6 separate regions of the Mus musculus genome follow, and all the other regions are linked to region 1. The links are chromatin contacts, called in public HiChIP or PLAC-seq and promoter capture Hi-C maps. All regions are on one chromosome and are shown on one strand. The core of a region is the stretch at or near the end of the contact, and the rest is flanking DNA. Distances in the headings are between cores, read along the strand shown. Region 1 holds the start of Hif1an (hypoxia-inducible factor 1, alpha subunit inhibitor). Region 2 has its middle 27 kb from the start of Scd4. Region 3 holds the start of Pax2 (paired box 2). Region 4 has its middle 14 kb from the start of Gm35610. Region 5 holds the start of Scd1 (stearoyl-Coenzyme A desaturase 1). Region 6 has its middle 20 kb from the start of Scd1.

Region 1 (5,060 bases), core at 1,230-3,729:
GTCAGGAATAGACAAGATGATGTGACCCAGGCCAAGCATGTCTGAGTGAAAAGAAGGGACTTCCCTGCCTTAAAGTCCTAACAGTTACGGCAACATTAATTAGAGATCTCAGTAACTTGGAAAAACCTAGCTACAAGGAACCTCCTAGGTGGGCTCTCTCAGGGTAAGAGAGGCTGGCCCTGAATCCCTCATTCTTCGGCTTCCACTTCCTGAGTGCTACGATTACACACGTGCACCACCCTGCCAGGTATAACACACCTACTTACCAAAAAAAAAAAAAAAAAAAAAAAAAAAAAAAGTAAGCCACAAATCTAAACCATATGCCTATTACAACTGAGTTATAAAAGCTCAGAATCTCTCCTAGTATGCATGTAAGGTCACAGGACAACTTGTGAGAGCTGGTTCTCTTCTTCCACCATGGTGGTCTTGGAGATTAACTCCAGCTGTCGGGCTTGGCACTTAGCACATTTAGCCAATGAGCTACCTCATTGGCCCAGACCTTTAAAATCTATTCACTTAGTTACATTCTGATGCTAGGAAGCCAGAAAGAGAATCAAGATAGGAGGCTACAGAGTACTCCAGATATGGCCACCAAATGTGGGACAGTCATTCACTGTCAAGGACTCAGCGAAAGCAATTCTCCAGGGACAATTTTATAATGTGGGACTGACTGCTGTCTGGAACCTATATAACTGGGCGGTCCTCAGAAGTGGAAATAAAAACAAAAAGGAAGAATCACTCTTCCAAATGATTTTGGACCAATAGAACAGTGTATCAAGCAATGTGTTCTGACCTTCCCAAAGCTAGAGGATCCTGATACCCCCAACCCAAATCATAAAGGACGGCTCAACTTTTTGTCCCTAGCCAGAAAAGTATTTGAGAATCAAGACTGTCAATTTCAGGGCTAAATCCAACAAGCAATTATTGCCTTACTCTGTGCACATGCGTGTGCGTGTGTGTGTGTGTGTGTGTGTGTGTGCGCGCGCGCGCGTGCGCGCTTTAAATGTCAAAAGGGCTGCAGAGATGGTTCATCGGGTAACAGCTGCAGTAGGAGACTGGGACCCACATGGCTCGGTTCCCAGGACCCACTTGGCAGTTAACAACTATTTGTAACTCCTTTGCAGAGAATGGAATGCCTTCTGCCCTCTACAGGCATTAAATACACATGGTGTGCAAGGCAAACAGGTAAACACTTTAATCTCAGCACTCAAGGCAGAGGCAAGAGGATCTTATCGAGTTTGAGGCAAGCCTAGTCTATATGGCAAGTTCCAGCCAGTCCAGTTAAGAGCTCCAGAGTGAGTCCCTGCCCCGCCCCCCCCAAAACAATAGCAACTAAATACAAACACCTGCACACATAAAACACAATCTTTTTTTTTTTTTCAAGAAATCAAAAGATCTTAAGTAAAAATCTTCCATTTTGAGCTTGAAATTTTCGAACCCTGGGACAGCCCTCCCAAACAGAACCGCACAATGATTTAACTGGACATATGCTATCAGGCTAGTATAAGTTCCACATAGGCACGGTCAAAGCCTTTCTTTCGTCTGACTGACCCTGCAAAACAACTGTCACTCTAACTACCAAAGACAGGAAATTGGACTCACAGTTCAAGGCTAATGCTGCCCTCATCCACTAAGCTAAAAAGAACCATCAAGAACTCAAAGCGCAGAGCAGAATATTCACTCGTGGAACCCAGAGGCTTGGAGGTGCCAATCTCTTCTTACCCAACTCCACCACACCTTCAAACAAGTACAGGAAAGCGGATGCCCTGGTTCTACTGACGGGGCAACTTACCGCTCTTCTCCCCCGCGCTGCTGTATAGCTTGTAGTTTCTCAACGAACTCATGAAATTTAATTTCCTCCCTGTTGGACCTTGGCTTAAAGTTCTGGAAATTGCCCATCTTCTTCTCATCATAGTATAAGAACTTATGGGTGCTGGCACTGTACACAGAGAAATCTCCGTTGCCAATATTCTCTTGCAGGTATTCGAGGTCCCACTTCAGTGCAGGATACACAAGGTTTGTGTCGGTCAGCACCACTGGCTCCTAAGCAAAAACATCAAAAAAAAAAATCAATGAAGTAATTCCAAGGCGCTAATATGTTCTTCTCGACGATATCTGTACTTGTCAAATTCACAACAGTGTCTCCTGTCACTCTCTCCTGACGTAGCATCTCCCTTTCCCGCCTCTCAAGCCTCTGTCCACAATCTGATCAGTGTGCCACCTCTCCGCTAACCGGGTCCCTTCCTCCACCCCCTTCAGCAGCAGCCCCGCCCCCCACCTCATTTTCGATGAGCTCTTCCGCCCGAGGGTCACTCTGGCTCAGACGTGGGATGGGCCTGGTCGGAAAGCTGTAACTTCGTAGCTGGGACTCATCCCAGGCGGGACCCGGAGCTTCGGCTTCTTCCCGGGCCTCTCCAGAGCCAGAGGCCGCAACCTCGGCTGCCGTCGCCGCCATCTCTACTCTAGGGACGGCCCCGCCGGAAGTGAAAGCTCCGCCCTTTCCGGAAGCAACAACAACGAACACCATAGAGATGGACTGCAAGAGAAACCGATCGAGACCTTTTAAGTAGGTGGGCGCCTAGGTTGAAGGAGCGCTCCCTAGCGGTGACCTGCAGGACTACAGTCTAGGCTCCATAAGGCCGACTCGCTTAGTTCCTTAGAAAAGGGACAAACAAGCCCACGAAATATTGCTGCCTCCCTATGTTCAAGCCTACAGAGGCAAAGACGGAGGCAAGTGTAATTAAGCTTTAAGCTTTACTCTCTCGGGTGGGGAGAGAAGCCAACGCTTAGATCCACTTAAGAAATCACTAGAAAAATCAGTTAGCACATAGACCTTGGGTAAAGCTGTCCTGAAGGCTTAGACAGATGATTAAGGACAAACTGAATTCATTCAGAATCTAGAGAAGATCAAGGGCTTATAGTTCCAATTACTCCAGACGCTGAAGCAGGAAGACCACTTGAATCCAAGAGTTCAGAGCCAGTCTGAATAACACAGCAAACCACCATCCCTTTAAAAAAAAAAAAAAGTAATATAAAATCCATTTTTGTTCAGTATTATTTGATTTTTCTGCATATAGCACTATCTCACCTACTTAAATCTAATCTTGCAATGAGACCAATGTTATGCAACCACAGATATTCACATTTTCCAACAATACATACTGGTTATAAGAGAAGGTATTAATTGTTTTGTTTGCTTACTAGACTATTCTTTTTTTTTAAAAGATTTATTTAATATTATACATAAGTACACTGTAGCTGACTTCAGATGCACCAGAAGACAGCGTCAGATCTCACTATGGGTGGTTGCTGGGATTTGAACTCAGGAACTTTGGAAGAGCAGTCAGTGCTCTTACCCGCTGAGCAGTCTCGCCAGCCCTTACTGGACCATTCTAATGAATACCTACAGGAGGCCAAGATTGTCATCCCATGGTGTACATATCCTATTTAAGTCTCTCCCCTTAAAATGACAGTAGGAACTGCATCTATGACAGGGTGGTGTCCCTGTAGTTAGGTAACATTATATGGCAAATATGTAGTCAAAGTCCCTAACCAGTCAAATTTGAGGTCATCAAAATGGAGACTTATCTTGAGTAGGGCAGACATTATCTCTCTAGCCCTTTAAATCTGGAAACATTAGTTAGAGACAAAAGGCTTGGGGATTTGAATCCATAATACATGCTCTCTGGTTTGCCTTGAATATATATGTATATTCATATACACACACACATATATATGCATATATTTCAGAAAATGACAAGTGAATTCTTTACAAGCTGAGAAAGACTATTGGCTAATAGCCAACAAAAATATGGGAAGTGTAGCCCTATAAATTCAAGTAATTGAATTTGACCAATAACTGCTATGCTTATAAAAGGATTCAGAGCCTCAGATGTCATGGCATAGGCCTTGGTTTCACACTGGTGAGACCCTGAGCTGTGGACCTGACTAACCAGAACCAATACTCATGACAAATGTGAGATATTAAGTAGGTGTTGTTTGGGCTGCTAATTTTATGACTTGTTTAAAGAACACTAAAACAAAATTTAACTGAATATGCAGCAATAGAAATTAATACTTCTGTCTTAGTTATATACTTAAGCTACATAGTCACTATGATATAACAAGTTGATAACAGGGTTATCTCCATGAAGGGGTTTGGCAGCAGTCAAGATTTTATCTGCAATGTTGATTTTTTTTTTTAATTTATAGCCTTGAAAATTAAAAATAAACCAGACCTAGAAATTCATATTATTAAAATCAGGAATGAATGCAGGAACATAACACTGACTTTACAAATATAAAAAGCAATATATAAGATACTATCAGCAAGTGAACATTAAAAATAGAGACTCTAGATGAAATCGAGGAATTCCTGTAAAAAACACCAACTATAATAACTAATTCAAGAAAAATCTAATTGGACCCATATCAAAACTACATTAGGGATTTTTTATTAATCCCATAAAGAAAAGCCCAAAACAATGTGGATCATTGATGAGTCCTACCAAACACTTAGAACAGAATTACTAACAATCCTTCAGACACAGAGGAGGAGGGAAGACTTCCCCATTCATCCTATGAGGCCAGCATTACCCAGATATCAAGATGAGAAAGCGAGAAAATATCCCTTATGAACAGACATACAAAAGTCCCTAGCGAAACAAATCTAGCACCATACAAAAAAGTTTACATACTATAACTAAATGGGATTTATTTTTGGAATGCCTACAGCCTGGGCTGTCCTGGAACTTGCTCTGTAGACCAAGCTGTCCAGGGTACCTCCTGCTTCTGCCTCCTGAGCGCTGTGATTAAGGGCATGAGCCACCACTGCCCAGCTTTAGAGTAGTCTTTTGACAGGCTTTTGTAAGACCCCCTTTCGGGACCCCCCCACTCTAGTCTCAGGAGTGAGAGAGCACCCAAAGAAACATGAGAATCCATCTTGCTGTAATCACATGAGGCAGTTTAATGATGGAGCTCCAGACCGACATGCATCCCACACAGGAGATAACGGATGTCGGCCACGAGGCTCAGAAGCTAGGGGTTTTTATGGGGTAAGG
Region 2 (5,060 bases), core at 813-3,312, 200 kb after region 1:
GCTCCAAGGGTCCAGGTTAGTTGACTCTGTTGGTCTTCTTGTGGAGTTCCTATCCTCTTCAGGGCCCCAATCCTTCCTCCTATTCTTCCATAAGAGTCCGCAAGCTCCATCCACTGTTTGGCTTTGGATGTCTGTATCAGTCTGAGTCAGCTGCTGGGTATAGCCTCTCAGAGGACAACTTGTTCCTGTCTGCAGGCATAGTGGCATGTCATTAATAGTGTTAGGATTGGTGTTCCCCATAGGATGGGTCTCAAGTTGGGCCAGTTATTGGTTGGCCATTCCCTCAGTCTCTGCTCCATCCCCCATACCTGCATTTCTTGTAGACAGGATAAATTTTGGGTTGAAAGTTCTGTGAGTGGGTTGGTGTCTTTATCACTCCACTGGGGTTCTTGCTCCGCTACAGGAGGTGGCCTCTTCAGGTCCCATACCCCCAGTGTAATGAGTCACAGCTAAGGTCACCCCTATCAGTTCTTAGATACCTCTTACATCCCAGGTCTCTGTCTCATCCTGGAGATGCCCCCACATCCTCATCCCTGTCAGTCACAGATTTCCATTCATTTTCATGGCCATCTAGCCATCTCTCCTGTCCTTCCCCACACCTGATCCTGAATGCCCCATCTCCCCTCTCTCTCAATTCTACCACTCCATCTGCCCATTATGGCTATTTAATTCTCCCTTCTAGGTGAGATTCAAGCTTCCTCCCTTGTTCCTTCCTGTTTAAGCTTCTTTGGGTCTGTGGAGTGGAGTGTGGTACCTGTATTTTACAGCTAATATCCACTTATAAGTGAGTACATTCCATGCATGTCCTTTGGGTGACCTCACTCAGAATATTTTCAAGTTCCATCCATTTGTACTCAGATCCTTCTGGCTCACCCCGACAGCCTCCTGGGGTCTCACTCCACGCCAACAGCCTGGACAGCAGAAAGCCTGTGTCTTGTTCACAGCATCCTATCTAGAGTGTCTTCATTTTAACTCAAGGAGTCTGGGGAGGGCAGACCCTGTGGATCACTGCTTCAGGACAACTTTGCTTAATTTTTTTTTCAAGACAGGGTTTCTCTGTGTAGCCCTGGCTATCATGGAACTCACTCTGTAGACCAGGTTGGCCTCGAACTCAGAAATCCGCCTGCCTCTGCCTCCCAAGTGCTGGGATTAAAGGTGTGCACCACCAATGCCCGGTTTAACTCTACTTAAAGTAAAATTTTATCTTATGTGGAGGTTTGTGTTTTACACAAAGGTAAAGCGAAGAGGTTTACACTGATCCCTCATCACTTGCTCTCATCCGTTAGGAACAGCTGCCAATCATGTCTCCTCTACACTTTCTGCATCATTTTAGTGCTGTGTATTTCTGCTAGTCCGGATCTATCACCATGGTGAAGACTTAGAAGAGATAGAGCCCCCTGAGAGTCTGGGGACTAGACTGCATGTGTTCATGCCTCTGTGTGTGTGTGTGTGTGTGTGTGTGTGTGTGTGTGTGTGTGTGTGTGTGTGCATCTATGTGCCTGCATACACACCTGTGTGTGCCTGTGTGCATGTGTGTGTGCCTGTATGCATGTGCACACGCCTGTGTGGGTGAGCATCTGTTGGGTCCGTGCTTGAATACCTGTGTGTGTGCGTGTGTGTGTGTGTGTGTGTGCATGTGTGTGAGATCTAGAGCTAGTAAGTAGAAAGGCCTTTGGAGAGGCGGGGGTGGGGGGTGGGGGGGGGAGGACGGACACATAAACTTGCCCCCCAGCGAAATCCCTCACCCAAGTTAACAAAAGGCAAATGTTATTCAATACAGGGTTGAGTTCAACTCTACTTGGCGGTGGTGGATATCCAAGCCAACAGGTGTGGTCTGCCGGGAACCGATGGGGAGAGAAACGCTTTACTAAGCACTCGATTTACTCCCATCAAGTAATGGAAGTTGTACAAAAGTACCAAAGCCTGTGGATTTAGCTACCCTGACTGCTCCCTGGCTGTTTCTAAGGTACTTCCTAGGGTTTCAGGGTACAGCCTATGTCTCAGTCAGGGTTTGTATTCTTGCACAAAACATCATGACTAAGAAGCAAATGAGGAAGGCAAGGGTTTATTCAGTTTACACTTCCACATTGCTGTTCATCACCAAAGGAAGTTAGGACCGGAACTCAAGCAGGTCAGGAAGCAGGAGCTGATGCAGAGGCCATGGAGGGATGTTCCTTACTGGCTTGCTTCTCTTGGCTTGCTCAACTTGCTCTCTTATAGAACCCAGGTCCACCAGCCCAGGGATGGCACCACCCACAATGGGCTGAGCCACCCGCCCCCCATGATCACTCCTTGAGAAAATGCCTTACAGCTGGATCTCATGGAGGCATTTCCTCAAGGGAGGCTCCTTTCTCTGTGATAACTCCAGCCTGTGTTAAGTGGACACACAAAACCAGACAACACAGTCTGTGTCAACTGCTGTCACTGCACTGTGATGACCCCAAGGGAGGAAAGGTTTACTGTTCCTCACAGAACCTTCCAGTGTGTGAAGATGGAGAAATCACAGTGGATCTACTCAGTTTATGGTGGTGGGAGCTTGTGGCAGAGACATTATGTTCTATTTTTTTCCTCTGTGTGTGCATGTGTTCATGCCTCTCTGTGTGTGTGTGTGTGTGTGTGTGTGTGTGTGCACCTGTGTGTGGGTGCACCTGTGTGTGGGTGCCCACAGAGGCCAGAAGAAGTGGAACTGGAATTACAGGTGGTTGTTAGAGGCCTAACGTAAGTGCTGGGGGCACAACTCAGGTCCTTTGGAAGAGCAGAATGCACCCCTAACCACTGAGCTATCTCTTCAGTTCTAGAGAGGCATCTCTTATATCACAGTGCATCTGCAAGCAGAGAATGATGGAACAGAAAGTGAGTGCTAGAAATCATTTTTCAAGTCCTGCCCTGAATAGCCCACTGCTGCAAGCTGACCCCCACCTCCCAAAGACTCCAGAGCTCCCCAAAATATCTCCACCAACTGGAGAACTGGACTTCAAAACAGTTACCTGTCAGTGGAGGCATTTCAGATTCAAATTACAACTCTCCTTCTTGTTTAAAAAAAACACAAAACCAGGTTCACATCCACCACTGCATAGAGAACGTGAGCATTTTCAAGTCTCCACCATAGAAGTCAGTGACTAGACCAGAAAGCAAAACAAAACTCTGCCTGCACAGTGACTGGGTGAGCCCCTGCCACAATGCCAGCTACTGGGGCAGGGGCAGCGGCCTGGGCTGCCCCTCAGTGACCTTCTCTTCGAGGCCAAGAAGAGGCCTGAAGCTGCTGGGTTCCTGCCCATCTTCGTGTAAACGCCAAGTGTCAAAGGCTTTTCCGCAGCTCCGCTTTCTCTGCAGAGCTTGCTGTGGTACACAAAGAAGGATGGGAGTGGGGTCTAAGATGGACCGCTGTGGCTCTGTAAGATCCCCTGGCAGGGGAAAGACGACTCCTCCCACACTTCAGAGGGACTGCAATTGAGCTTGCCTTGCACAGATCTGCGGTGTACAGCTGCCCCAGGGATGGCTCCTGGGCCTTTGCCAAGAGTCGGCGAATGTTAGGCTTGTGCTAATGTAAGATTTTGATAATTATTTAATATAAGGACTATCTTTAAAATGGACACACCTCATTTTCTTTGTTGTTTGCAGTGTTGAGGATTGAACCGGGACCTCATGAATGCCAGACAAACACTCCATCACTGGACTGCATTGCATCTCCAGACCTTTGGCTTTAAGGAAAAAAACAAAAAAACAAAAACAAACAAAAAAAAAAAAAACCAAAGCTGCTATCTATCTATCTACCTATCTCTGTGTGTATATGAATGGGGGTGGGGGGGGTGCCTGTGTTTGTGTGTGCACATGGAAGCCAGAAGTCAGTCAACTGTTCTCCGCAGTTACTCTCTGTGTGTTCCTTTCCAGGCAGGGTCTCCCCCTGAGCAACCTTTTTGGCTAGGCTGGAAGCCAGAAAGCCCCAGTGATCTTCCTGCCTCTGTCCCCTTTTGAGCTGGGGTTATAGGTTTGTGTAGGGCCCCCATCTTGTCACGTGAGCTCTGGGATCCAAAATTGTGGCCTCAAGATTTTAATCACTGAGGCATCACCACCCTCCCTTCTAAACTAACTGGACAATATGCGTTTATTGCTACACTGGGATTCACAAGGATCAGGGTGACTTCAGACTCCAGCCACAAAGCTCACCTTCAGGAGGCTCAGGCAGGAGAAGTGCCATGAATTCAAGGCCAGCCTGGCCTACACAGTGAGTTCAAGACCAGCCTCGGCTACATAGTGAGAACTTATCTCAAGAAACAAAAATTGTATAAGACAATTCATATGAAAATAGTTTCAGAATAGTTTATAGGGCTGACTCCCCCTGATGAAGAACACAGACAGTGCTCCACACTCCCAAGTTTTTCTTTTGACCTCTTCTTGAGAGAAATCTCTCTTTGGCTCCAGTCTCCACTGGAGTAGGTCCCACTTTCTGTGTGTCTTCCAGTGTTCTATTCTCCCACAAGTCCATACTAGCTGCCATTGTTACCAGAATTATTGAAGGTAATTATTGAAGAATTACAAAGCCTTGACCTCAAAGCCCCAATAAATCAGATTCACATACCCATCCTTAATAATCCAGGTAAATAAACACGCTACAGGCAGGAAAGGAGCCTTGTGGCTTTGTCACTGAGAGTCCCTGGTCACCAAGTGAGACTGGGACACCAGGGTCCCTTCAGCTCTTAGTGTCATTCATAAATGGATTTGAGAATGGACTGGAAGCTTGAGAGCGATTTTATTAGAGTTTGAAAGAAAAGAACTTTAGAAAAAATGAAAACTTTAATATATAAAAAAAAAAGTCTTACAAATAATAACGGAAAATGGCAAGTGAGCTTTCTGGAAACGGTCCATCGTTTTACACAGATGCGATGATTGTACGTCAGAGAGGCGCAGCCCTGGCTGGGGGTTCCTCGAGGATTGCTTCTTGCTGCTGCTCTGTCTTCTCATGCTTGTCTTTGCTGAGTTCCTCCTGAATCTGGCGTGGTGTGGTTGGTCGTAGGGGGACCCCCACTGCCGACAGTCTGGTGGGATTGCTCCTAAGACAC
Region 3 (5,060 bases), core at 1,437-3,936, 190 kb before region 1:
ACAACCTGCAGCCACTGCTCCGTGGCCTCCAGCGAGTTTCGAAGAAAGCGGGCGCATCTCGTGCCCTCTTTAAATCTCTCCCATCTTTTTATAGGGAGATAAAAAACAAGCTTGGGAGAAGAAACCCCTGGACAGAGGCCTCTAATCCAGTGGTTCCGGGAGGCCAGAACCTCTTATCTTACAACCCCCATCCCTATGGTCTCCCCATCTTTGGTCCCACTCCCCCACCCCTCTGCTCCCTACAAACCCGGACCATCAATAATTTAGGCCCCGGGAGAACTCGCGTTACCGGTATGAAAAGGCGGCAGCTGCGGGCAGATTAAAGATGAATAATTCAGCCTCACCGGGCTCCGGGCCCGGCCCCTCTGCCCTAATCTATGGGGTGGGGATTGCAACCGGGCACCGCTGGAGTTCAGGGCGGATGGGCTGCGGAGGATCTGTGCGGAACCGGGCCTAGAATGCGCAACTGCCGCTGGCGCAAACCCGGGCTGTAGCTGCTCGTCTCGCCGGCCCGTGCAGAGCCTCTCTCCCTTCCTTCGACCACCTTCTGCTCGCTTTTCTCCCCTTTGGGTTTCGAAGAGGTTCCCCGTCACTGGCCCCGATTGATGGGTCCAGGAAGCAATCCTCAAAAACCCCCGAGTGCTGCAGAGGCAGCAGGGCTGAGGCAGAGACCGGCCGCCTGGATGAACCTGCTTCATTCCCTCCGAAAAAGAGCAAGGCTTCCCGGCCGGCTGAGAGATTCGCAGCGACCCGAAGTCTCGCGTTTGGGTTTCCTTTACCTAGAAATTATTTAGGGAACTATATTTTATTGCAGGTGTTTTTTTTTTTTTATAGTCCCGTGAAGCTCAATATGTGCTTAGGAAACAAACAAAACACGGCTCCCTCTTGGATCGCGTTTTAAAGCACAAATCAGGCTAGGTCTAAAAGTTACCTTGTGGAAAGTTACAAATTATCCTTAATTATTAATCTATAGATGGGGAGGGCTTTTCTACTTAGAATATTATTTATCTTTTTAAGCAAGGGGAGATACCTGACAAATAGTTTTCGGAGCTAAAGAGCCGTTATGAATTAGATGCATTCAAATATCATTATGATATTTCCTCTATTCCTATTTTCTTATTTCTCTTCCCCAACATCCTTTTAATTTTCTTTCCTTGATTTTCCCCCCTCTTGGTTTGATTTCTCCTTCCTTTCTCCTCAGCCTTGGCATTTGTCTTTCTTTTGTTCTTTCCCTCTGATTATATCCATTCTTGCTGACCCCCTGGCCAGGGCGCTGGCTGAATGGTCCTCAACAGTGAGTGGAGACAGGCAAGGAAGTCTCTCGAGTGTACAGCATCCAGGTGCTGGCCTGGATGGCTCTACCTCTCTCCCTGACTTTGATTTCTTCTCAAAATCCTTCATTGTTTTTTTTTTAGAATGATCACTTCCCTAGGCAAAGTTAAAAAAAAAAAAAAAAGTGACCGGCCACTCTCCTGTTCCTAGCTAAAAGGGAAGGGAAGGGGGGGGGGAAGAGGTGAGGGTGGGAGAAAGGGTGGGACGTAGCAAAGCAGCCCCCCAGGAAGCCTTAACTAAGCCGAAGGGAACAAGAGGCGCCGAGAGCTTAGGCTCAGAAGGGGGTCACACCCCCAGGATCTTAGGCATAATTGTCCTGACACCAAGGCTGCCCAAACTAGGAGCCTCCTCACGATTACCCACAACTCTAAGTTTGAGGAAGGTAAAGATGAGGGAGGAGAGAGAGAGAGAGAGAGAGAGAGAGAGAGAGAGAGAGAGAGAGAGAGAGAGAGAGAGAGAGAACAGCCTGAAAACTACTGCCAATTAGTCCTTTAGTCCAGGGCAAAGACTGACTAGGGGGTGGGTGGCTGGAACCTGGGCCCAGGGTTATGGATCCCGAGAGGTAAGGAGGAGCAGGTGGAAGGAGCCGAGGGAGGTGAGACACTAGTGAAGGTAGAAAGGCAGGCAGAACCGTGAGTATGGCGTGGCAAAAAGCAGAACGGTGGCTGAAGGCGTGAGAAACACTAGGTAAGAGAAAGGACGAAAGGAGGGAGCAGGGAAAGGCCAGTGTGGCCTCTAGGGTGAGACCTGAGCGCAGGGGGCCGGACCGCGCTGGGGCTACATGGGGTTGGAACCGAGACAGGAGCCGGGCGCCGGTACTCACGGTGCATCGCGGAGAAGGGGTCTGCTTTGCAGTGCATATCCATCGGGAGGCAGAGGAGCGGGAGCAACGCGGCCGCCGCCGCCGTGTCGCCTCTCAAACTCAACTTCAGGACTTGAGGAGAAAAGGAAGGGACGGTGGGGGAGGGAGAGTGAGCGGGCGCCCGACTGCTGGGGGGCAAGCGAGGGCGGGGGACGCCGCGCCGCGCTCCACGCCGGGACTCCTCCGGGCCCGCTGGGGTTTGCGACCGCAGAGGCTGCAACTTGCCACCGTTGGGGCACGCGGCTGGGCAGTCAGCAACGCAGCCCCGGGGCGACTGGCTGGACCAAGGGGCACTTGGGGCGCATGGCTCGCGCGCCAGCTGCGGCCAGAGCTGAGGCCGGGTAGGGAAGACGGCTCACTCAGCTCCCCTGGAACCCGGTTGTCCGAGAGGCTCTGAACCAAGAGAGCTCAGGGCGGGGGCGGCCCGAGGGCGCCAGGAGGGGAGCCGGGCCGCTCCAAGTGCCGGCGAGTTGGCGAAGTTGGCAGAGAAGTAGCAATCCCCGGGATGTCCAAGCGGGCGCCCGCGGGAGGGGAGCGTGCGAGCCGGCCCCCGCCCCCGGAAAAGGCAGGCGCACGCCGCGGCGACCGAAGGGCCAGGAGGGAGGGAGGCAGCCTAGGAGCCGAGCGGCGCCCGCAGCGCTGGGCTGGCCCCAGGTGGGTTGCGGCTGCAAGAAGACTCGGCCGGAGACTGGAGCCTGGGCTCCCGGTGTGTGTCTCTCTAAAAGCTGCAAAGCCCCCTCCAGACCCCCTCCTCCTCCCCGCGCCGGGAGATGGATGACTTGTCAGACAAAGGCAATAGATTCCACCACTCTGTGATTCGCCAGCGCCGGAGCCCCGAGCTTCGGCAAGGAGGGCCCCGCGCCTGTCACTCCGGTGCTGGCGAGGGGAGGGCCCGGGAGGGGGGGGAAACGGGAGGGAGCAGCGGGTGAAGGAAGAGGGAGGGTGAGGAGCGGGCCAGGGGGAGGAGGAATGGGAGCCCCGGATTAAAACTACACTGAGAAACGAAACTCGCCGAGAAGATAAACGTTAGATAAGGATAAAGAGCGGCCAGCCTAATGAATATTCAGGCAACCACAGAGGGCCTCCGAGCGCGCGGCACTCCGAAGCCAGGCTCTCAGTCCTAACTCGCCCAGCCCTGCCATCCACCGGCCAATGCCCGCAAATCCCAGACGCCCGCGAGTCCGCAGCCCCTGTCCTAACTCGGCTACCCTTGCGCTGAGTTCCTTTCCGTTTCTCCCTGTGTCTTCCTTCCTCTCTCCCTTTCCCTCTGGTCCTTCCCTTTCGCCTTTTCCTCCTGTGGTACCTTCCCATCCACGCACGCATGATTCTCATTCCGGGGCAAAGTGCCCAGCAGTTTGTCCCCTCCCGTCCCACACGCGGTGGCGCGCACCCCCTCCCCGGAGTCTGGGCAGTCCAGACGCCTGGTTTGGAATCAAGCTAGAGGCCTCTGGCTAGAACCCACCTGCCTTGGTGGGACCCAACGGATGGTAGGAGAGCCAGGGAACTTGGCACCTGGACCCTCGGGTAGCTAGGGAAGGGACTGTGCCGGGAGACGGTGCGCAGCGGCTTGTCCGCGGCAGTGACAGAGGATGCAGAAGCCCAAGGCGGGACCAAGGCGTTCTCTTTCCCCGGCTGGGGAGAAGAGGAGGCTATGAACGCGACTGAGCGCCGCCCGCCGCCAGCTCTGCAGATCCCGAGCGAGCGCAGCTGGCGCAGCACGCCGGCCTGGCCCGGCTCCTACCAGAGCCGCTGGCCCAGTCTCTGCAGCCTGGCCCGCACTCGCTCCCTTGTTCGCTGGGGTCTTCTCGCACGCACTAAGCGAGAGAAGCCCTTTGTCTCCTAACTGGTTAAGTACAGAATATCCAGGAGATCTTTATGAAATATTTTCCCTAGTCTCATAAATCATCTTGGCACTTCAGCTGATGTTTTAACTCACCCCCCCCCCCTTTTTCGCTCCCTCCTCCCAGGCTTCCCTGGGTCTGAAAAAGGGCGGCTCCAGGAAGCTCAAGCTGAGAAACACAGCTTTCTTGCCCGGCGGACCCAAGACTCCTTGGTGTTGTCTGCAGCTCCTGAAGCCCAGAGGAAGGGCAATGAGTGTAGACAGTGCCCCTGTCCCTATAGCCAAAAAGCCTCGGCAGTAGATGGGGTTGGGGGAAGCACCCACTAGACTCTCAGCCCGTCTCAGACTGACTCCTACCGGGCATTTAGAACCGCCCACATTCTGGGTGAGTTTCAGGCCAGGCTCAGCTACACCGGATTCTGAGCTTTCCATTCCAAGGGGAGCTGGGTCGGTTGGGATCTGGGCCTTTGCCCGGTCTCCTGGAAATTTCCGGCTAGATTAATCCAATTGCAGAGTAACTGCTGGAAAGTAAGAAACTAAAAAATAAAAATAAAAATAAACCACCTTTCCATCTGCCCACCACCACCCTGTCCCCCACTTCCTTTGGTCTGAGGACTAGGTTCCCGTGGGCAGGAAGAGTAGGAGGTTCAGGGGTCCTGCCAGGAAAACCAATGCCTTCCTCTCAAGGCCTGTAGATGGCGCTCCCGGGTTTGCTTTGGCCAAATCTCACAACCTCACAACCTCAGCAACACGCACTAACTTCTCATAGGGAACAGAAAAGAAGTGTGTGTGTGTGTGTGTGTGTGTGTGTGTGTGTGTGTGTGTGTGTGTGTGTGTGTGTGTGGAAACAGAGTTATTTCAGCCTAAAAGGGTCAGCTCCCATACTGGGGAGCCAGAAGCTCTAAGGTGGTAGTAACCGCAGTAGCCTTATCTTCCTTTGAAGAAGCAATCAGTCCAGAATTTGAGGTGGGGAGCATTCAGAAGAGTTCATAAAGGAACTCTTGTTGGGTGTGCTTAAGTTAAGTC
Region 4 (5,060 bases), core at 1,615-4,114, 160 kb before region 1:
TAGGGCTTAAGGAAGCCAGGAAAGTGCTTAGCTCCAGTTGCCGCTAAGCCATCTCTCCAGCCCAACTTGTGAACATCTTAAACATCACATTTATTATCTTACATTTTGGGGTTCTGAAATTGAAACTGTGCTAGCAGGGCTTAACTTCTTCTCGGGGCCCTGGGGAAGGATTTGTTTGCCTGTTTGAATCTTTTGTAAGTCACCCACACCCCCTAGGTCATGGCTGCCTCATATCTGCCTATGTTTCTGTTCTCAGCTCTCCTTTGATAATGTGCGTGTTTTTCTCTGAGAAGATCATTCTGGTGGCATAGGCTCAACCAGATAATCTAGGATAGATGATGATGATGATGATGTCACCCTGGCTGGCCTGGAACTGTATATGTAGATCAGGCTGGCCTCACACTCACAAAAATCTATCTGCCTCTGCCTTCCAAGTGCTGTATAATCCAGGATAATTGATTCATCTCAGGATTCTTAACTTTAATTCTACCTTTTAATTTTATGTGTATGAGTGTTGCCTGTGTATATATCTGCACCACATCTGGGCCTAGTGCCCAAAGAGACCAGAAGAGGGCATTGGATTCTCTAGAATTAGAGTTATAGGCAGTTGGGAGCCATCCTGTGGGTTCTGGGAACCAGATCTAGGTCCTCTGCAAGAGAAGCTAATCTGAGTTGTCTTTCCTGCTCCTAATCCCTAGATCTTTTTATTTGTTAAGAATACTGGCTGCAGGCTGGAGAGATGGCTCAGTGATTAAGAGCACTGACTGCTCTTCTGAAGGTCCTGAGTTCAAATCCCAGCAACCACATGGTGGCTCATAGCCATCCATAATGAGATCTGATGCCCTCCTCTGGTGTGTCTGAAGACAGCTACAGTGTACTTACATATAATAATAATAATAATAAAAAAAGAATACTGGCTGCTTTTCAAGAGGTCCTGAGTTCAATTCCCAGCAAGCCCTAAATCCTTTTGTTTGTTTGTTTGTTTGTTTGTTTGTTTTTGAGACAGGGTTTCTCTCTGTAGTCCTGGCTGTCCTGAAATTCACTTTATAGACCAGGCTGACCTTGAACTCAGAGATCCACTTGCAACTGCCTCCCAAGTGCTGGGATTAAAGGTGTGTAGCCACCATGCCCAGCTAACCCCTAGATTCTTAATCACACTTCTCTGTTTTGAACATTTTTAGGGCACCAGCTATTCTTACTCCCACCATAGCGAGTATTAACTCATGTGACCAGAACGACAACTCTGTGAAATAAGTGTTGTCGCCATACTGTGAACAGTGACCCTAAGACACCTAGAGCCTGTGAACCCAAGGTCATATAGAGACTTAGCACACAGGAAAGTACATGTAGTTCAAGATATGTCCCCTGAGTCTGTGCTTTGGATCATCACATTTGGAGGGGTTGATAGACACCAATGTTCTGTTTCTGCAGGTGCACACTTTATCAGCTCACACGTCTATGGGTTTCACACACACACACACACACACACACACACACACCTTTCATGCATGTACATTCATGTGCTCAAATACCAGTGCACCATAGATATAGACTCCTATACAAAGTATCTGGGCACTTGCATCCACAGTCAGCCCCATACACGCACATCACACTCAGGTGCACACACTCTGAACACAGGCATTGTACACTCGTGTATCATACCTCAAGTACTGTCTACGCATGCCTATTATGCAAACACAGCAAACATACTTTTGGTAGTATTTGAACATACCGCCTATTAAAAGCCACATAATGCCATCTGATGTCTGTACCCTGCACACGAAACCGTGCCACATATAAACATATTTTCTTGGAAAACTATACCATGCCTGCCCAAAATACACACATTGTACATGAACACACAGAACAGACATGTACTCCATAAATACCTATGCTCCTATGTTGTCTAAACTTACATCTCACTCACACATACTGTGCATACACATATCTGTTCCTCACAGTCACTTATTTCACATACATATGAACACACAGTGTACATGCCAAATCACCTTGGCCTGAATACCCTGTTTACATGCACATATCATGTAGTTGTTCTCCATGTGCACTTTGAGTACATACACAGTCATGCACACACACAAACACATCACTGAATCACACATTAAATCCTTTCAAAATACATTTTATGCATACTTCCAGCAGTTAAAGAGAAGTATGCACCCTATGCAGGAATTCTAAATCCAACCTGAACTCTCTTCTTCACTGAGTACATCACATAAGAAAAAACCTCACAAACGTGCAAACTCATTCGACGTTTGAAGGTGCTTTTCTGCCAGCGTTTTCCACCTAGGAGAGTTCTGGTTATGCCCATTTTCATGGGAAGGAGGCTGAGGTAGGAGAGAGGCGGGGCTAGCCCAGGCCGCCCCGCCCCCACCCCGCCCTCAGCCGAGGTGTGATCAGCCCCCGGCACCGTATCCCTCATCCCCAATAGAAAAGTAGTTCCAATACCATGTTTGTTAACTAGGTTATCTAGGCTGTGGAAGATTTTAATGTTGAATTTTATAGCTTTACCACGCTCTGCCGTCCTTGTGAATATTGTAATATTGCATTTTTTACAAGTTACTCTTCTGTTAATGTTCCAGCTAGTAACTTTTATAATCCTCCTCAATGAAATTTTTTTGTATTCTTCCGCACCGTTAACCCCAATGGCGGCGCCTCGGCCCCTGGCAGGAGGCAGATACGAGATGAATTCCTCTTTAATCAGAAATAATAATAATAAAAACACACACGCGGCTACGCTGCCTCTCGCCCCGGCTTCCCTCGCGCCGCCGCCGCCTCTCAGGGCCGCCTGTGGACCCCGCGGCCCAGGCTCGGGGCGGCCTGCGACAGACGGCGGCGGCTGGGGCAGCGCGGGCTCGCAGCCACCGCGGCCGGCCAGGGCGCCTCCGGGGTCCCGGCTCTCCTCTAGCCCGAGCCGAGCCTCCGGCACCCCGCTCTCCCGGCATCCTCTATCTGCCGATGCCCCTCTGCGTGGGCCTCTCTGCGGCAGCCCGGGCCAAGCAATGGTTTCTCTCTGCTTCCGTCTATGGCTGCCTTCTGCTCTCCAGCTCCTTTCTTTTAGCTGCCCGCCCCTCCCAGTGTTTTGTTTGTTTGTTTTGAAATCCTAGATCTCATTTCCCACCCTCACTCCCCGGCTTTATCTGCTTTCCCTCATTATTGCTTTCTGCCCACGCCTACCCCCAAAATTCAAATTCGGTGTGGAGATTGGGAAGTTCCTGGGAAAGGATGATCCCTGGTTTGGGACGTGAAACCGTGGACCAGTTTGGGAACAGGGCTTGCATACATTTGAAACCCCTACCTTGGGAACCATAGGAGAAAGTGCCTGTGGGCATGCCAAGGGGAAGAAGCCTTAGGCGTGGACATGGGAGAGGTGTCCATGAGTTCAGGGTGAAAGGTCAAAGAGACCTAGGGAGAGCAGATGGCCAGTGGGACGCTGGTGTACTATCAGACCTGTCTCTCTCTCTCTCTCTCTCTCTCTCTCTCTCTCTCTCTCTCTCCCTTATTAGATTTGTTAATATATATATATTTATGCATATATGTGTACTACATGACTACCTGGTACCTGAGGTCAGAAGAGAGCACTGGGTCCCTTTGAAACTGGAGTTATGGATGGTGGTGAATCACCATGTCCAATGCTGAGAATTGAACCCAGGTCCTCCGCAAAAGCAGAAACTGGTCTTAGGCGCTGGGCCACCTCTCCAAGCCCTCCTCAGATGCATTCTCTCTCGTTCTGAGTTCTTGTCTAATGGGAAGGATCCACCAAAGAGGTAGGAAAAAAGCTGAAGGCTTGCAGACAAGCTGCAGTTAAGCTGCAGTCTTGGTGGAGGGAGGTTACCTACGGATGCTTTTGTTCTGAGGTGAATGAACTGACTTCTTTGGTAATGGCCCAAGAAAGCATGACCCAAGACTTACAGGAGTTTTGGTGTGTGTGTGTGTGTGTGTGTGTGTTTTTAACAAACATTTATTAAGTATCTACTATGTGCTAGGCCCTATTCTAGACCCTGCGAAGACAATGATAGACCTCTCGGAGTTTGCAAGACTAGTCGATGCGACAAATACATAAAAATTATACAAACATATCTCTAGAAACTAGGATCACTGCCAGGGATCCCTGGGCTGCATCATTTATTCCTTGGACCTGATTGCAGCTTCAGAGTAATAGTCCTGGTTTTCCTGTCACCGTGACCTATGCATAACACACACACACACACACACACACACACACACACACACACACACACACACACCTCCATTATAGAGAGTGGAGCCCCCTCCCAAGTGAGGTTTGAATCAGCTGCTCTTCAAGACTCCCTTCCCAGATCTGACCACAACAACATTCTCCTCCTTCATCATGCAGAAGGGATGGTGGTCCCACGCGTGAGAACAGAGGTGCCCAACATCTGGAAAGCAGAGTCTCAGCTCAGCCGAACATCTGGAGCGCTAATAGCAGGAGCTGCCAGTGGGCCCGGTATGCTGGGTTCTGGAAGGGTGTGGAAAGTGAAAAGACTTCCCTGTCAGGACACTCAACGTCCTTGGCTTCATGACCCTCAACCAAGAAAACCCGGCTTGCGAGATATAAATGGTATCCGGCCCTTTATGCAGCCCATGCCTGTGCCACCAGTGTAGCCCCAGGAACAGAATCCCCAGTTCTTGTAGGAAAGGGTTAAAAGGCCCCGCTTCCCGGCTCTTCCTTTATTAACCAGCCTGCAGAGTGCAGGTTGGGGGGGGGGGGTATTGTTAAGTGGGGTTGGGGAGGAAGGAAGGAGAGGAGGGGGGAAGGTTAGAGGCGCCCGCGCTCCGCGCCTGTGCAGAGCACGGAAGCTGCGAACGCCCGCGACAGTAAAACATCTGTAATGTGCCATTCGCCGCTGCTCGCTGATTGCTCATGGATTAAAGATTAAAATCTCGGCTTTGGCAGATGGAGAGAGAGAGGAAACTCTTACGAGCACGTTTTGCATCTGCATTTCATTCTGCTCTGTTCCCTGCGCCACGCCTGGTGGCGCCCGCCCTACCCCGCCCACCCAGCTCCCGGCTCCCCCAGC
Region 5 (5,060 bases), core at 925-3,424, 160 kb after region 1:
CCCATAGAGACATATAATTAAAAATAAAAATAAACATTTAAAATATATACTATAAGCAAATCGTATTTATTTAGGCGTTCTAGCTAGTCACTGTCCTAATAATTCCTGATACCAACTCGTGTGTTTTTCCACAGTTTTCTTTCCTATTATGCAGTCTTAGTGTGTGCTCGGTTGGAAGCTCCTGAAGTCTACAGTGGGTGCCATGTTACAGTCATATAAGATTACAGACAAACCCGGTCCCTACTATGTCTCCACTCCAGTTAGAGACACTGAAATCAACTCTCTCTTACCCAACGTTTTCTGGGGCCCCAAAGCTTTCTCACTAGCATAGCAGCTTGATTTTGGAGAGAGGTAGTGGACTCCTATACTGCATGCTGTCTTGGGTCTGCCCTTGTCTTTTCTGGCAAACGTGTGTTACAGTTTAGTCCAGGTAATATCCCCAGATCTAGGGGATAAGAGCAGAATGAGGGAATAGGGGAAATTCCCAGGAGAACCTGGCTGCTGCTATTGTCAAACAGGTCTATGTAACCCTGAATGATCTACAATTTGCTTTGTAAATTGGGCTTAGTGGCACAAACCTTTATGCCAGCACTTGAGAGGCAGAGACAGGCACACCTCTGAGTTTGAAGCCCAGCCTGGACTACAAAGCAAATTCCAACATAGTGAGAGCTACATAGAGAAACCGTATCTTAAATTTTTTTTTCAGAAGAAAGAAAGGAACTATGTAGAGTAGGCTGCAAAGCCATTGATATCAGACAGACAGACAGACAGGCAGGCAGGCAGGCAGGCAGAAGAAAAGCGAGAAGAGGAAAAAAAGAAAAGAACTCACTATGTAGACCAGGCTGCATTTGGCTTTTTGAGACAGAGTTTCTTTGTGTAGCCCTGGCTGTCCTGGAACTCACCTTGTAGACCAGGCTGGCCTTGAACTCAGAAATCCGCCTGCCTCTGCCTCCTGAGTGCTGGGATTAAAGGCATGCGCCACCATGCCAGGCCTGCCTTTACCTTTGAGCCACTCATCTGATACTCAATTCCTAGCTCCACCATACACTGGCTAAGCGTGACCACAGGTAACCTCAACTCTTTTAAATTTCACTTCCTTTTTAAAAAGACCGAGGAGCTGGACCCAGCTCAAAGGCAGACACAGATCTATGAAGCTTGAGGCCAGTTTGGTCTACACTGTGAGTTCCAGGACAGTCAGAGCTTCAGAGACCTTGTCTAAAAAGAAACCAATAACAGTAAGTACCAAGGAATACCTACTGCTCAGGGTCAGTGTGGGTTCAACAAAAAGGAAATTCTTGAGACTTCTTAGGGATCGCAAAGTGCCTGTTTGCTATTCGCACCGCACACTCAGGCCCTTTGATTCCTTAGTCCCTTTTCTTGGAATCTCAACGTGAGGATCTAAGGAGCTCTCAAACGTCCCGTCCCGTTTGAGGAGAAGCAGCTAGGATTGGGCTCTGGCTCCCAGCAGAGGCGGTCCCCGGCAGACGGAGCCCAATGAGTGAGTGCAGTTGTAACTCAGCGTGTGCTGTCAAGAACGCAGCAGCAACCGGATGCTGGCTGAAGGGATACACTATTGTTTTCCCGGGTCAGAGCCCTGGGCGCACCCTCATATCCCAGTCTCCCGGGGTTTCTCTTTGCTGGTGCCTGGAAGTGGGGGTAGATGTGAAGTTAGACCGAGTTGTGAGTGGCGGTAGCCAGTGTCTTCCTCACTTCTTTCGATGCGATTTCCCCAGTGAACCATTTGCTAAGCGCCAGACCAAAGTCCTAGGCTTGCACACAATTCCTACTTGGAATCACGTTATCCTGCTCTTAAAGAAAAGTCACCCATCAGCCCACAGCAAAGAGGATAAGGAGAAAAAGAGGGGAGGAGAGAGCGAGAAGCTAGAGGCAGAGGGAACAGCAGATTGCGCCTAGCCAATGGAAAAGGCAGGACAAGGTGGCACCAAATTCTCTTTGGCCAATGACAAGACGGGCTTCACAGGAGGCACATTAGCATTTATCCCCAGGCAGGGGGTTGGAGCAGCGCGCCCTGTTGATGCCTTCAGCATCCCGGCGCCTCCAAGGTCTACTCTGGAATCTACTTGGCTTTCTTTCCCGTTCTTGGTCCCGCCCTCTCTCTCTCCCTCCCTCCCTCCCTCCCTCCCTTCCTCCCTCCCTCCCTCCCTCCCTCCCTCACCTCCACGCCTGGCTTCCTTGGCTAGCTATCTCTGCGCTCTTTACCCTTTGCTGGCAGCCGATAAAAGGGGGCTGAGGAAATACTGAACACGGTCATCCCATCGCCTGCTCTACCCTTTAAAATCCCAGCCCAGGGAGATCTGTGCACAGCCAGACCGGGCTGAACACCCATCCCGAGAGTCAGGAGGGCAGGTTTCCAAGCGCAGTTCCGCCACTCGCCTACACCAACGGGCTCCGGAACCGAAGTCCACGCTCGATCTCAGCACTGGGAAAGTGAGGCGAGCAACTGACTATCATCATGCCGGCCCACATGCTCCAAGAGGTGAGCTTCCAGAAGCGGCCCTCGCTCCTTGCACTGGCCACGCAGCTAGGTGACTGGTCCCGGGAGGAGAAAGTTGAGAGTTCTCCGGACTACTGGGCTTTCTCGAATTCTGACGTGACCGGTTGGTTGAGAGGTGTAGATTGTAATTTGGGCAGATGAGTCCCAACTTTCGTGCCTTTAGCTTTAAAGCAGCGGTTCTCAATTTTCAAGATGCTGCGATCCTTTATTTACTACAGTTTTTCATGTTGTGGTGACCCCCTCCCCCCCAACCATAAAATGATTTCGTTGCTACTTCATAACTTTAATTTTGGTACTGTTTTGAATCGTAATGTAAATATCTGTTTTCCGATGGTCTTGGGCTGCCCCTCTGAAAGGGACATTTGACCCCCAAAGGGGCTGAGCGTGAGACACAGGTTAAGAACCGCTGCTTTAAAGAAAAGCCCGTCCTACCGATACTTGTATAACTTACACGGGGATCCCTTTGTGTGTTACTGAGGCTATAAATGTTTCATTCTTCTTTCCTATTTCTCTCTCTCTCTCTCTCTCACACACACAACACACAGAGAGAGACAGAGAGAGAGAGCCCCACAGATCGGCCTCCCCCGACTGAATTTTTTCTTTGCAGATCTCCAGTTCTTACACGACCACCACCACCATCACTGCACCTCCCTCCGGAAATGAACGAGAGAAGGTGAAGACGGTGCCCCTCCACCTGGAAGAAGACATCCGTCCTGAAATGAAAGAAGATATTCACGACCCCACCTATCAGGATGAGGAGGGACCCCCGCCCAAGCTGGAGTACGTCTGGAGGAACATCATTCTCATGGTCCTGCTGCACTTGGGAGGCCTGTACGGGATCATACTGGTTCCCTCCTGCAAGCTCTACACCTGCCTCTTCGGTGAGCAGCGCCCCTTGTCTTGGGCCAGTGCCTCAGATTTCTCTTTGCTCTCTAATAAGGTACCCTCTGACCCAAGGCAGTGGCTGCTCTGTTCAGATTTCCCCAGCCTTTTTTTCTGGTTCCTTGTGGGACTTAACATGAATACTGAGTCCCTGTGCAGGAGACTGGGAGGGGTCTACCTGAGGCAGAGAAGCAACTCTCTCTGAACAAGCTTTTCTGTATGAGACGCTTGCTTAAGCTGTGCATCCTGGCCCCACCTGACCCAAGAGAACCCAGCCCTACCTGAGAGGCATGGGAAATCCCGTGCTAGTCAGGGACAATTGTGGACTACTCTTCAGCCAGGGCAGGGAACAGACCCCGAGGACACTGTACCAGAGCAGTCCTTGAAAAGAAAGGGACAAAAGGCAGTTATTTCCACACAACTATTCTGACTCCAAACTCTTGACTAGACCAAGCTGGTTTGCCTTGGGGAAAGACGATGCAGGTTTCTACAGCACCCAGTCTCCAGGTGGGTGTTCTGCGCCAGGTCATTCTCCAGGGTGCAGCACCTGCGAATCAGCAGCATGTTAAAAGAATGAAATAAGGTTCTGGTTCCATTCCCACATCTAGCCTGCTCTTGCTGTGTCCCCTGAGACCATGAAGTGCGAAGGACCCAAAGCGTTCGGAAGTCCAGTCCTCTTGCCCTGGTGACCCCTCCTTGGCAGAGAATGGACTTTCAGCAGCCCTGCCTCTAATTCAGCTCCCCGGGGATTCACTGGGTGTGGGCCACCTCTGGGATACATTTGAGCTTTACATGTGGTTTCGTCTAAGAAACCTGAGTTGGGAAGGAGAAGCAGGGGGTCTCTCAGAGAGGTCCCCTCTCCTTAAGACATGGCAGGTTTCTCTGGAACAGTAATAGCTGTGGGTATTTTGTGGCAGCTCTCTCAGAGCATAAGGTTGGGAGAGGGATAGTTAGCCAGGTATTAACTCTTCTGCCCTGGGCCTCATAGGTCTTCTAAGTAGTTAAATTTGGTCCTGGGAGTGTCCTCTTAGAAGTTGTCCAGATGACCTAGATCTGAGAGGATCCGCTGTTTTTCCACGTCACAAGTAGAGCAGCAGTGCTTTGTTGGGGGTTAGCGCGGTTCTGTTCTTAGGCTAGCTACCCCGCTTCCCGGCCTTTATCTTGAGAAAGCTATTTCCAGAGCCCCTTTATTCTCTTTATTAACTCGGCAAAAGAACCCAGTTCTGAAGAGATCTCTGATAACGCTCAAGACTCAAAGAGTCTCCAGCCCACTTCTCCCGTCTACCCCCCACCCCCTTTTTTTTGAGACAGTGCCTCGCTGTACACCAGGCTGACCTTCAACTCACAGAGATCTGACTGCCTCTGCCTCCCAAGTACTGGAATTAAAGGCCACCACGGATCTAGCCCACTGCTTACAATAACTCTTCAGATGTTCCTTTACCAACAGGTGGACGTGATAGTTCAAGGGATGGGGTGTGATGAGGTTTGGGTAGAATATCCCAGTGTGCCTGTGTCCTTGTCCCAATTCCCCTGTTGACATATGTGGTCTAGATTGTGCCTGGGTCATCTACAGCATGAACCCAACATGTATACTTCCTTGGTGTAAAGTTGAGGACTTCTATGTTGCCCCAAACCTTCTCTTTTCTCCCATTGATTGCTAGTG
Region 6 (5,060 bases), core at 1,153-3,652, 130 kb after region 1:
CTGGGGTGTTAGAGAGCCCCAACATAGCTGAGACTCTGAATGCACAAAATGCATTGAAGGCTCTGAGTTCCCTGAAGATTTGCTTGAGAGAAGACAAAGGCAGAGAGAAAGAAAAGGGAGGGCACCAGGGAACTCACAGAGTATTGTTTTAGTAATTGTAGGAACCTTCAGAACACAGTCTTCTCAGGCCAAGGAGATGGCAGATAGAGAGAGCTTTGCCACAACAGCACAAACGACAGAGTTCAGATCCCCACAACTCATATAAAGTCAGATGTGACAGCACACGTATGTAATCCCAGCGCATCTGTCATGAGGGGAGGCTGACAGGAGAATCCTGGAAAGCTCAGGGGCCAGGTAGCCTGGTGGTCACAGGGATGCACAGCGAGAGATACGGCCTTAAAAGCACGTTGGGAAGCAAGGAGCAACACCCAAGGCTGTCCTCTGACTCCCACATGTGAGCCCACGCTAACTGAACACACACACATCTGGACATGTATGTACATGTATAAAAAGGGAAAACTGATAGATATTGTCTCAGAAGTAGTTTTTGTTGATTTTTAAATTTGTGGGCACGTGCTTTAATTCTCAAGGTAGAGTTAAGTAATAATAATGATTTTGAGATTTATAAAGAGCCCAGTTCAGAGGAGATAGCATCTTTGCATGGTTACAAGTTTCAGATCAATCCTTGCCCTGCCCTGTGGCTGCCTGCAGTGTGGTTGCGGTGTCAGTTGTGAGGGGAAGAGAGCATGCTCATTCGCCATTGCCATCAGACGTTGCGCTAAATGTATAGCACAATCCTGACGGGCTGTTTCGCCTTTCACAATAGTCTTATCGGGTATGAAGGGCTAAGAGATGCTCGAACTCCCTCACATCACACAGCGGACAACTGGAGTGCCAGGCCTTGAAGCCTGCCTTGAAGCCAGGCAGGCTGAATTCATTCAGAGCCCAGGTATTTAACCAACATGCCATATACTAATCTGACTAAATTGATTCAGTGTCCTGATAGGGTATTTTGAAAGTAAGATATTCCAGCAGGGTATGGTAGTGCATGACCTTAATCCCATTGCCCAGCAGGTAGAGGCAGGAGGATCTCTCTAAGTTTGAGGCTAGCATAGTCTATATAATAAGTTCTAGGACAGCCAGGACTATGTAGAGAGAGACCCGGTCTCTGTCACCATAGTGATCAGGTATACTATCCACTGTGATGGTAAGCCATCATGGTCACTGTGGTGGTCAGTCATTGTCATTGAGGTTATCATTTGTAGTGTTCATTGTGATGGTCAGTCATGGTGGTCACTGTGGCGGTCATTGGCTGTGTCCACTGTATATGTAGACAGTACAAGTGATCTTGGTTTCCTCCTTTAAACTTTCCCAGGGATATTTACTGACCTAACACTCAGAAATAGAGCTTTAGCATATCCTGCCCAGGCCTATGCTTTGACCCCTTTGGGGCTTCTTTACAGCCCCCAGGACCAAGTTCAGTTTCATATCAGCCCACATGAGGCCCTGCAAGAATTCCAGCCTGTTCCTGGTCATCACTCTGCTGCTCCTGGCCTCTGCTCCGTCTTCAGATGCGCCATCACTAAACTTGGCTTTAGCACATGCTGGCCTCTCTTCCCAGAAACTTCCATTCTCTTCCTGTCCCTTTCAGGGCTACATTCTCCTTGTCCCTGCTCAGATGTCACTTCCTGTGCATGTCCTTATGGACCTTCCAAGTCTAGATACCACAGGAGTAATGACACAGGACACTGTGATAGTCAGGTCCCTTGGTACACTTATACCAATAAATGGCATTAAATTAATCTCAGCTGAGACAGGAGCCCGCACGGTGAGCACTCTGAAACTGCTGTCACACCGCATGCCAGGCCGAGTGAATGGCCCATAAAATGGCCACATAATCCTGTTGGATCAGGTGGATAGAGAGGGAGAAATCTGACACAAGGAAGTTAAGAAAGTTAGTCAGGCCGGGCAGTGGTGGCACTTGCCTTTAATCCCAGCACTTGGGAGGCAAAGCAGGTGGATCTCCAAGCTCAAGGCCAGCCTGGTCTACAGAGCAAGTTCCAGGGCATCCAGGGCTACACAGAGAAACCCTGCTTCAAAACAAACAAATGAACAAACAAACAAAAAGAGGGGGAGAAGGAGCAGGAGGAGGAGGAGGGGGAGGGGAGGGGAAGGGGAGGAGGAGAAGGAGGAGGGGGAGGGGGAGGAGGGGGAGGGGAAGGGGAGGAGGAGCAGGAGGAGGAGGGGGAGGGGAGGGGAGGGGAAGGGGAGGAGGAGAAGGAGGAGGGGGAGGAGGAAGAGCAGGAGGGGGAGGAGCAACTTGTTCACTGCCTCAGATAGTAAATGGTCGGTTGTAGTATCTACACCTGAATCTGCAAATTCCTAGCCCAACCCTTTGGCCTCTGGTCACCATGTTGTAATGACTTTTTTTTTTTTTTGAGACAGACTAGAAATTATTTAGTTTGGAGAATAATGATCTGAAGGATGTCCTTTGGAAGTTGATGACTTAACAGAAGAAAGTTCTAGGTGCCTCAGAGGAGTGGGCACCGACACTCCCCAGGACAGAGCTGGTGAGATCCTGACAAAGCCTCCAGGAGGATAGAGTCCATCTGTAAGGAAAGACTGACTGGGGTGGCTGCAGTGGATTGAATACGAATGGCCCCCAGAGGCTCAGATTTGAATGCTTAGTCATCAAGGAGTGGCCCTACCTGAGAGGAGTTAGGCTGTGTGTCCTTGTTGAAGGAAGTGTCTCACTGCGGGTGTGATAAACTCTTGAAAAGCTTATTCCAAACCCTGTGCTATTCTTGTTTCCAGCTGCCTGCGGATCTGGATGTAGTGTTAATCCTAGTGGGGAAACCCCCACCCAATTCCCAATTCGGCGTGCACCCAAAAAATCACGAAGGACCATCTCTTGATGTAATGACGGAGCTCCGGACCGACATGCATCCCACACAGGAGATAACGGATGTCGGCCACGAGGCTCGAAAGCTAGGGGTTTTTATGGGGTAAGGGGCTTAGGGGTGTGGAATTCAGCATAGTGACACACTATTGGCTTATTCAAACATTAACAGAAAGATTACAGGGCATCAGGACTTTGTTCCTGTGGGCTGGGGGCTTATCTTGTTCACATAGCAACCAGTTGATGTATGACTTTACCCGGCGTCAAGGGGCAGTAGACAGAGGGGAGGTTCTGGCCAGGTGGTGTTGACCCAGACAAGATAGCCCTGCTTGTACAATCAAGCTGTTCTTAGGACTGTCTTAACAACAGCCCTGTCTGTTCTGCTTTGTTCTCGGCCCCAGGTAGGGGCTCATAGACAACTCTTTTACATGAATCACAAGATACAAAATCTCATTTTCTTTCAGTAGAACTTGCTGTGGTCTAGGTCAAATGTTAAGGCCCTGTTCCCTGTCTAGCCTGCCACTTTGTGCTGTCACTAATATTATAAGGAAACTTTCTCCTGTGCTGTTAAGGCTGTTACTAGAATGTTCTGTGCTTTGGCGTTCTTGGAAACCAATCACAACAGAAGTCAGGATTGCTTTGTATAGTTAGTCACAATAAGCTTGGACCTGAACCAACCACCCAGCAGCACTTCCTGCACCTGTGTATAAGATTTTATTGTATTTGCGTTTATAAGCTGCCCCTGGGATAGACCACAACATAATAGAGACCCTTGCATTAATATAAAAAACTATTTGGGATAATAAGACTCCTGTTTTCAGTAAGGGTCAAGTAGAGTTAGAGTTCCCTAGAGCTCCCTGGGCACTGACATCCTACTTGGCAAAAAGAGACATGTATGTGGGTGCCTTAGTTATGGTTTTACTATGGTGGCAAGATACCATGACCAAGGCAACTCTTATAAGGACAACATTTAATTGAGGCTGGCTTACGGGTTCAGAGGTTCAGTTCATTATCACCAAGGTAGGAGCATGGCAGCATCCAGGCAGGCATGGTGCAGGAGGAGCTGAGAGATTTGCCTCTTCATCTCAAGGCCACTAGGAGAAGACTTAGTTCCCACATGGTTAGGAGAAGGTGGTTAGGGGTGGTTCTCATTGCCCACCCCCACAGTGACACACTTCCTCCAACAAGGCCACACCTCCTAATAGTGCCAGCCCCTAGGCCAAGCATATTCAAACCACCACATTGGGTAACTGAAATCCTGGTTGGTAAGTAAAGGCATGCATGTCCGACAAGTCCCATCCTGATTGACAAGTTAAGACACGAACATTAGACAAGGCAAACCCCCTACCACAGTTGAATATCCTAACCAATGGGAACAGGACAAATGCACACCAAAGATAGAAAACCCCCTACCTCTAAATCCTCATTGGTGAAGTAACTTGACACAGATGGTTGTAGATCTCAGGCCTAAAATGCCCCGAAGGATATTAACTCAATGTCCCAGTTCAGCCTCTGAGTCTAAACCATGGCCCTGATCAATCAGCTCTGGGAAATAGGCTCAATAAACCAACTCTATCTGACTGAGACCAGTGTCGGTGTGGTTCGTGAGGCAACTCCTCCTGGACCCCAACAGAACTCTCAGCGACTTCTGCCTGTGCGCCACCATGCTCCCCGCCATGACATCAATAGACTTAAATGTCTGGGCCTGCAATCAAGCCCCAGTTGTTGTGGGTTTGAATAAGAATGCCCCCATAGGCTCCTATGTTTTAGTGTCTGGTCACCAAGAGGTGACACTGTTTGAAAGGATTAGAGGTACGGCCTTGTTGGAGAAAGTGTATCCCTGATGGTGGACTTTTAAGTTTCAAAAGCCCAGAGTATCTTTCTCTCTCTCTGCCAGCACTTAAATGCTTTCTTTCATAAGATTTTGCTGTAGCCATGGTGTCTCTTCATGCGATAGAACTGTGACAAAGTGCAGGCCCACCACTTTGGTGGCTGTACTGGCTGGTTTTGTGTGTCAACTTAACACAAGCTGGAGTTATCACAGAGAAAGGAGCCTCCCTTGAGGAAATGCCTCCATGAGATCCAGCTGTAAGGCATTTTCTCAATTAGTGATCAAGCAGGGAGGGCCCATTGTGGGTGGTGCCATCCCTGGGCTGGTAGT

The links. Promoter capture Hi-C pulls out the DNA fragments that hold promoters and counts their contacts. HiChIP or PLAC-seq counts read pairs in DNA pulled down with a chosen protein or histone mark. Capture Hi-C pulls out chosen DNA fragments and counts their contacts.
Region 2: an H3K4me3 HiChIP or PLAC-seq map of bone marrow-derived macrophages shows a contact between it and region 1, with 3 times the contacts expected there. The contact joins the enhancer-like site here to the promoter of Hif1an in region 1. A contact is called at or near these places in 12 of 39 promoter capture datasets (the 3T3-L1 cell line, the C10 cell line, HPC-7-derived erythroid cells and 6 more), 2 of 15 datasets of contacts at CTCF or cohesin (embryonic stem cells and large pre-B cells), 2 of 484 Hi-C or Micro-C datasets (both in B cells), 4 of 115 datasets of contacts at active chromatin or transcription factors (bone marrow-derived macrophages, embryonic stem cells, large pre-B cells and 1 more) and 1 of 9 other capture datasets (liver).
Region 3: a contact with region 1 is called in a promoter capture Hi-C map of embryonic stem cells, with 6 times the contacts expected there. The contact joins the promoter of Pax2 here to the promoter of Hif1an in region 1. A contact is called at or near these places in 18 of 39 promoter capture datasets (the 3T3-L1 cell line, the C10 cell line, the HPC-7 cell line and 11 more), 14 of 484 Hi-C or Micro-C datasets (B cells, ECoMG-derived neutrophils, the HPC-7 cell line and 11 more), 23 of 115 datasets of contacts at active chromatin or transcription factors (astrocytes, a colorectal cancer cell line, craniofacial prominence and 15 more) and 3 of 9 other capture datasets (adipose tissue, macrophages and pancreatic islet).
Region 4: a contact with region 1 is called in an RNA polymerase II HiChIP or PLAC-seq map of embryonic stem cells, with 13 read pairs. The contact joins the enhancer-like site here to the promoter of Hif1an in region 1. A contact is called at or near these places in 1 of 39 promoter capture datasets (hippocampal neurons) and 9 of 115 datasets of contacts at active chromatin or transcription factors (T-cell acute lymphoblastic leukemia, embryonic basal ganglia, embryonic forebrain and 5 more).
Region 5: a contact with region 1 is called in a promoter capture Hi-C map of liver. The contact joins the promoter of Scd1 here to the promoter of Hif1an in region 1. A contact is called at or near these places in 2 of 39 promoter capture datasets (cranial neural crest and erythroid cells), 1 of 15 datasets of contacts at CTCF or cohesin (the NIH/3T3 cell line), 9 of 115 datasets of contacts at active chromatin or transcription factors (the SCID.adh cell line, embryonic stem cells, epiblast stem cells and 5 more) and 3 of 9 other capture datasets (adipose tissue, liver and pancreatic islet).
Region 6: an H3K27ac HiChIP or PLAC-seq map of extraembryonic endoderm stem cells shows a contact between it and region 1. The contact joins the enhancer-like site here to the promoter of Hif1an in region 1. A contact is called at or near these places in 4 of 39 promoter capture datasets (the C10 cell line, hippocampal neurons, pre-B cells and 1 more), 6 of 115 datasets of contacts at active chromatin or transcription factors (embryonic stem cells, extraembryonic endoderm stem cells and pro-B cells) and 3 of 9 other capture datasets (adipose tissue, liver and pancreatic islet).

What each region holds. Positions count from the first base shown.
Region 1 is chr19:44,560,273-44,565,332 of GRCm38.p6, reverse strand. Hif1an (hypoxia-inducible factor 1, alpha subunit inhibitor) reads right to left here and starts at 2,479. Exons shown (of 8, transcript NM_176958.3): 1 at 2,279-2,479; 2 at 1,793-2,043. The coding sequence starts at 2,455.
Region 2 is chr19:44,357,338-44,362,397 of GRCm38.p6, reverse strand. No RefSeq gene overlaps it. Among named protein-coding and RNA genes, the nearest start is that of Scd4, 27 kb to the right of the region's middle. Within about 2 kb of position 2,062, at least 3 of the 459 cell types and tissues checked have an H3K27ac peak or open chromatin away from gene starts, as enhancers often do. A contact at or near this core is called in bone marrow-derived macrophages, where this site is marked.
Region 3 is chr19:44,754,532-44,759,591 of GRCm38.p6, reverse strand. It overlaps Pax2 (paired box 2), which reads right to left and starts at 2,686. Exons shown (of 10, transcript NM_001368747.1): 1 at 2,156-2,686. The coding sequence starts at 2,198. RefSeq lists promoters at 2,224-3,498, 2,224-5,060, 2,224-5,060.
Region 4 is chr19:44,724,060-44,729,119 of GRCm38.p6, reverse strand. No RefSeq gene overlaps it. Among named protein-coding and RNA genes, the nearest start is that of Gm35610, 14 kb to the left of the region's middle. Within about 2 kb of position 2,864, at least 87 of the 459 cell types and tissues checked have an H3K27ac peak or open chromatin away from gene starts, as enhancers often do. A contact at or near this core is called in embryonic basal ganglia, embryonic forebrain, embryonic stem cells and 1 more, where this site is marked.
Region 5 is chr19:44,404,823-44,409,882 of GRCm38.p6, reverse strand. It overlaps Scd1 (stearoyl-Coenzyme A desaturase 1), which reads left to right and starts at 2,174. Exons shown (of 6, transcript NM_009127.4): 1 at 2,174-2,497; 2 at 3,123-3,396. The coding sequence starts at 2,474.
Region 6 is chr19:44,425,198-44,430,257 of GRCm38.p6, reverse strand. No RefSeq gene overlaps it. Among named protein-coding and RNA genes, the nearest start is that of Scd1, 20 kb to the right of the region's middle. Within about 2 kb of position 2,402, at least 10 of the 459 cell types and tissues checked have an H3K27ac peak or open chromatin away from gene starts, as enhancers often do. A contact at or near this core is called in extraembryonic endoderm stem cells and trophoblast stem cells, where this site is marked.